Regions from separate parts of the Sus scrofa genome. Here region 1 is linked to region 2. Evidence: chromatin contacts called from public Hi-C data. All regions are on one chromosome and are shown on one strand. The core of a region is the stretch at or near the end of the contact, and the rest is flanking DNA. Distances in the headings are between cores, read along the strand shown. Region 1 overlaps FAM49A (protein FAM49A). Region 2 has its middle 93 kb from the start of FAM49A.

Evidence for each region. Hi-C and Micro-C count contacts between places; a contact is called where the count stands out from the background.
Region 1: a Hi-C map of subcutaneous adipose tissue shows a contact between it and region 2, with 5 times the contacts expected there. The contact joins two enhancer-like sites. A contact is called at or near these places in 3 of 5 promoter capture datasets (fetal liver and liver), 26 of 47 Hi-C or Micro-C datasets (adipocytes, adipose tissue, alveolar macrophages and 14 more) and 2 of 2 datasets of contacts at active chromatin or transcription factors (alveolar macrophages and skeletal muscle).

What each region holds. Positions count from the first base shown.
Region 1 is chr3:121,006,366-121,009,065 of Sscrofa11.1, reverse strand. All of the region lies in intron 1 of FAM49A (protein FAM49A), which reads right to left. Among named protein-coding and RNA genes, the nearest start is that of FAM49A, 40 kb to the right of the region's middle. Within about 2 kb of position 1,300, at least 32 of the 83 cell types and tissues checked have an H3K27ac peak or open chromatin away from gene starts, as enhancers often do. A contact at or near this core is called in adipose tissue, liver, omental adipose tissue and 2 more, where this site is marked.
Region 2 is chr3:120,874,035-120,876,734 of Sscrofa11.1, reverse strand. No RefSeq gene overlaps it. Among named protein-coding and RNA genes, the nearest start is that of FAM49A, 93 kb to the left of the region's middle. Within about 2 kb of position 1,309, at least 20 of the 83 cell types and tissues checked have an H3K27ac peak or open chromatin away from gene starts, as enhancers often do. A contact at or near this core is called in adipose tissue, liver, omental adipose tissue and 2 more, where this site is marked.

The sequences.
Region 1 (2,700 bases), core at 51-2,550, 130 kb before region 2:
TCAATGCTCGGCCTCTCTCTGTTCCTGTTCGCAGACAATGAGGGATTCGGCTGGAGAGATGGGGCGGGGGTGGAGAAAGAGGAAGAAAAAAACAGGAAGTGGGGGGGAGGGGGAGGGAAGGAAATGATAGCAAACACACAGCAACTTTGGCCTGATGAGAAAGTGATTTCTGAGCCCCGCGTTTTGGGAAACCAGGTCATGGTGGCGGTGGAGTCGGGGGCGGGGGGAGAAGTTTGCTTCCTCGGATTTGGGGGTTACACCCGTGAATCCCCATCAGGGCACAGCCTGAGGAAAAGGGTGCCTGCCAGGGTTGCTGCTTCCCACCGGCACCTGGGTGCAGAAGGTGACTGTCTAAGGTGGAATCCCCAGGTGAGACCACAGCTCTCACCTCCTGGCTGCGGCCGCCACCGCCACCGCCACCGAGAAGCCAGAGGTGTCACAAAAGGACCTGGAAACAAGAAAAGCTGTCAATGTGATCAGGTGTCAGGGGGGTTATCCTATCCACCCCCCCCTTTCTTTCTTTCTCCAAAGCTCTCAAAATAATAGCCTGTTTTTAGAGTATTTGATTAGGACCTGATTCATCCAATGGGGTCCAGTAAGAATCTCACTTTCTACCGCAAAACTAAGAGGGTCAGGACAATGGAATGCTGTGCCTCCTCCAGACCACGACCCTGAGGTACTTACAGACTCTTTTGCTGTCCACTTTGTCCACTCGGCTTAATTACAGACACTCAGAGAAGTTCCCCCACTCCCCATATCCATCAATAAGGATGGGGTCACCTGATAAGCTGAACAACCCTTCAAGCAGATAAGGCTAAAAATAACCTAATCACACTGTGACACCAACACTCATACTACTTTACAGCCTTGGGACGGGTACTTGGATGTGGGCAGGGCACACAGAGCCCCCTAACAGGCTGGCCCTCAGATACCAGTCCCACTCACTCCAGTGGTTCCCCAAAGGGGCTGTGCAATCCGGAGAAGCTGAAGAAAAAAAAAAAAAAGTGCAGTCTGAACCTACAGCAGGGGTCACGTTTCTAGAGAGTTTTATGTCACCCACTGGCTCTGGTCCACGGGCCAGCATTTAGATACCTTGGATCCTAATCCAGCCCGCCTCATGTCCCACCTCCTCCCATCTTCTGGATTCGATCCCAGAGACCCAGCCATGGCAGAAGCTCACTCTGTGGCTGTGCCCTGACTCTGTGAATTACTCCCCCACCATCCAAATAAACACAGAGCGATAAAAAGTAAGCACGTCTTTGAGAGGAGTCCAAGCTTTTTGAAGGGATGGCTGGTGGTTTCCTGTCTGAGTCACCCACGGGCCAGAGTCCATCAGGGAGAACAGAGATCAAGCATGGAGAGACACTAGTCCCGGCTCGGGGTCCCAAAGCACAGCCCAACCTCACACAGCATGCTCATCCGCTTCCATCCCCTCCATGCTCATCCGCTCTCACCCCCAGCGGTTCTGAGTGGTCGGAGCTGCTGCCACAGTCCTTCTGCTCCACGGGAGGAGCCTGATACCACCTGAGACCACTGTGGGGGGGTGGGGGGCGGCTCCGGTAGCACCAGGCAGCCAGCAAAGTGCTTTTCAACATCTCGCCTTCTTTGCTTGTTTTACGAGAGGTACAAAACAGAGGGGTGGTTATCCCATTTCAAAAATAGGGAAGCAGAAATCCAGTGACATGAAACGACTTCTCCAGGGTCACCCAACAGAACCGAAACGAGAACCGGCATCTCCTCGACCTTCATGTGACCTGTGGCCTGTGACCTTTTCGCCACCTCCCGTGCCGCCCCCCACGGCCCTTACCCCATCCAAGGGAGTGGCTGAGAAACAGCTGAGAACAGCTGCGTGTCTTCCACTTTTGAGTGGTTCTGGGGGTGGGCGGGCTGGGTGGGGGCAAACCAAGAGAAGGCAAAACAGGCCACACTCCCCCCTTTAGGCTGAACTGATGTGGAATCTAAAGGCCAGGTGGGAGCCTGCTTGTTCAAGTTCCAAGTTCACCAGCAACAGAGCCCACACCCCGAGTCAGGGAACCTCCACGTGGCTGCTCTCCCAGGGCTCTGGGAGCGCAGGTGGGTGGGTGGTAGATATATTCAGGTCCCGTCCAATCAGGTACCTACATGAAGAGCATCCCAGTCGGTTCACACTGGCCATCTGGTGCCTCCCTGAAACCCCACAGCAGCCACAGGGGACAGAAGGAGGTAATTCTTGCCCCCTCTTACAGATGAGGAAACTGAGGCGCTTGTCCAAGGGATCTGGCTGTTTAGGGGTAGAGCCAAGATTTGAATTCCTGCCATCTGGCTCGAATTCTTGCTTTTAACCACTTTGCGGTTATTACTCCATCTCAAAACTGTTTTATTAAAAAAAGAAATGGGAGGGGCGAGGCATGTAGAACAGGCGATTAGTGGAAAGAAACAGGGGGTGGGGGAAGGGCACTGGGAACAGATGACACATTCACGCAAAAGGCAGAGGAGGGAGGAAACTCTCGGGCAGGCGGAGAGGTCGACTGCGAAGTGCTGAACAGGGGGTCTGGGAACCTGGTCCCCAGCCCTCCCTGGGTGGCAGCTGGCACCAGTAAATGACTTCCTGGCTTTGGTGTTGACACAGCACCACTTGCAGGAGGAGGAAGTGGGGTGGCCTGAGGAGGGGACGGAGGGAGGACCCAAGATGGGAGAGTCAGCAGGGTGGGTGGAAGGAAT
Region 2 (2,700 bases), core at 60-2,559:
TGCAGATTGATTTACACACAAATGACATCTGGAAGTTTTCTCTCCTGCCGTTCCACCAAAAGGATGATTTTTTGCCCAACCAAGAGGGCTCTTTTTCCTCTGGTACTGCTGCCAGGTGCAGACCTTCCCTGGGGTGCCCCGTATCTGCCTCCTGCCTGCCCCCTTGGCCTTGGCCCTAAGTCAGTTGTCATCGTCTTGCTGCAGAGCTCGCATCTGCCAGCCCAGCTCAGGCCTGTCCCACGTCGCCCTCCAATTAAACCCAGTCCCAGGCCACAGTCAGGACAGCCTTCTAGATGGTCTGACTAATCATTCAATGACCATCCATTGCTTTAGAATAATGCTGGGCTCCTTCCCAGGGCACACGCAGGCTTAATCTCCTTCCAGCCTCTGTGCTGACTCTTCACCTCAAAGTCGCAGCGCTGCCCTATGCTTCGGGGCCCCCAAACCCCAGGCTCTCTTCCGTCTTTGCTCCTGCGGCTTCCTCAGCTTGGAACCTGTCCTTCTCGTCTCCTCCCTCACTTCTGGCTCCTGGTCACCTTCTCCAGGAGCCTTTCCTGGCCAGCCAGGGCCCCATCGGAATTAGCAGGAGCCACTCTCCCCTTGGTAGGCCATTGGTCCCTCTACCTGCAGGTGCTGTCACCCTGTCTATGCACTTGCTGTCTGCCTGCTGGTGGGGGGCTCCTGAAGGCTGGGGCATCCGACTCCTGCAGCAATGGTGCAGATTAAGGCATCAGCAGATGCTTATTGATTATGTTAGAGAATGAGCACGGGCCTTAGATGCCATGGTCCCTTCAGGCCTCTCCCTGGCCCCTGCCTGCCTTTGCCTCATGTGGAGACAGCTGCAGGGCACTCAGGCCAGGGCCCCTGGGTCAGAGAAACAACTGTCTTGTGTTCTCTCCAAAAATGAAGATTGCAACATCCCCCCTGCCTGGAGTTCCCGGCTGTGGGAGGAGGCTGCATGGGGTAATGGTGGGGGCAGGGGCTGTGGGCAAGGGCGCGGGACCACTGGCCAGAATAAGCCCTGAGGGAGAGCCCAGCACCCCCTTCCCCAGACTTCCCCTCCCATCCGACAGGCTGCCCAGACTGTTAGAGGTGGCTGCGCTCCTCAGCTCCCTTCCTTCCCACGTTTCACTTTTCCCCTGTATCCGGTTATGTGTCAATCCCTTCTCATCCCACGGGAACCAGCGCCCGAACATATTTACCAAACACAGCCTGGGCTATTTTTTGCATATCATCGGACTCCAAGGGCATTCAAATGACCTTCTAGCAGAAAAGCACTGTGCCTTGGAGAGTGGCGCCACCTGGTGGCGCATGGAGTTAACAGCTGAATTCTCAATCCTGAGCAGGGGAGTACCAAGCCTGCCACCAGCACACAGACCCTGTGACAGCGGAGTTTCGGCTGCCCTGGTCGAGGCTCAGAAAGAGCCCTGCTGTCCCTGAGACATCCGTTGAATGGTGCCAGGGCTAAGCGTGTGTGGCCACGCTAGAAGAAGTGATTGGGCAAGAATGATGAAAATCCATCCTCCTAGAATCTGAGAACAGAGACCAACCAGGTCCCAGCCACGCCTCACATGGACAAATTGAAGTCCATGGAGGGAAAGTATTGAGGCAATAAGCTAGTTAAAGAAGAAGGACAAGAACCATAATTTCTGGGATCCCTGACTGTGCATCGTCCATTCTAGCACTTTAGGACAGCTCATTGCGAAGGCCAGTATTTGTTTTTTTGTTTTGTTTTTGAAGGGGGGATTGTTATTTTACAGGAGAAAAAAGTCAACCTCTATTCTAATATGAATATTCTTCCTCTTTTCCAAATGCCTCCCAGTTGGGTCCAACCCTATTCTACTTTCCTCCAGGAAGTCTTCCCTGAGCTGCTGGAAAGCTCCCTTCTAAAGCCCCACAGGCAGCCAGTCATTCATCCAATATGAGGGCCTGTCCCTGATACTGGGGTACGGTTTTCACAAGACAAGCTCCTGTGCTCAAGGGGCTTATATTCCAGTGGGAAAGACAAGTGGTAGATGGATGAACAGATAGGTAGGTAGGTAAGTTGGGAGATAGATGGATAGATTATGGATAAATGATTTCAGGTACTCATAAGTGCTTTGAATGTGATAAACAAAGCAACATAATAAAGGACTTTGAGCAGACAACGTCAGCAAGAGTGATGAGAGAAGATGTTCTGGAGAAGGCTCAGCCACCAAGGAGGATGGGGGAGAAGCGAATTCAGAGCAAGAGGAACAGCAAGTGCAAAGGTCCCGAGTCTGGGTTAAGACTGGCAGGTCTGGGCACAGAGAAGTCCAGAGAGGGGGAAACTAGTGGACCAGGGGGAGATGGAGGATGCCCATTTCAGGGCAGCACGTGGGGACTAGGTCTGGGGTGAGCTGGCTTCATATGCCCCTCACAAGGGAAATCATAAGAAGGTTTAGGCAAGAAAGTGCTGCAATCTTACTTATACCACTTTACTCTGCCCTAAATATTCTGATGAGTCCCTTGAGTGGTAGCAGTAGCTGGGATCTATCTCCAGCTATAGTTATTGCTTAACCTAGATTTTCTAGTTATAAGAGAATTGTGTTAAATAGCACTTAGAAATTTCTAATAGTTACAAAAATGGAAAAATAAACTCTTTACATTAGGAAATCTACAAAATGAAATTCTTTCCTTAAAACATCATAGATCACTTCTTTCTAGTATTTTATGCTTTTG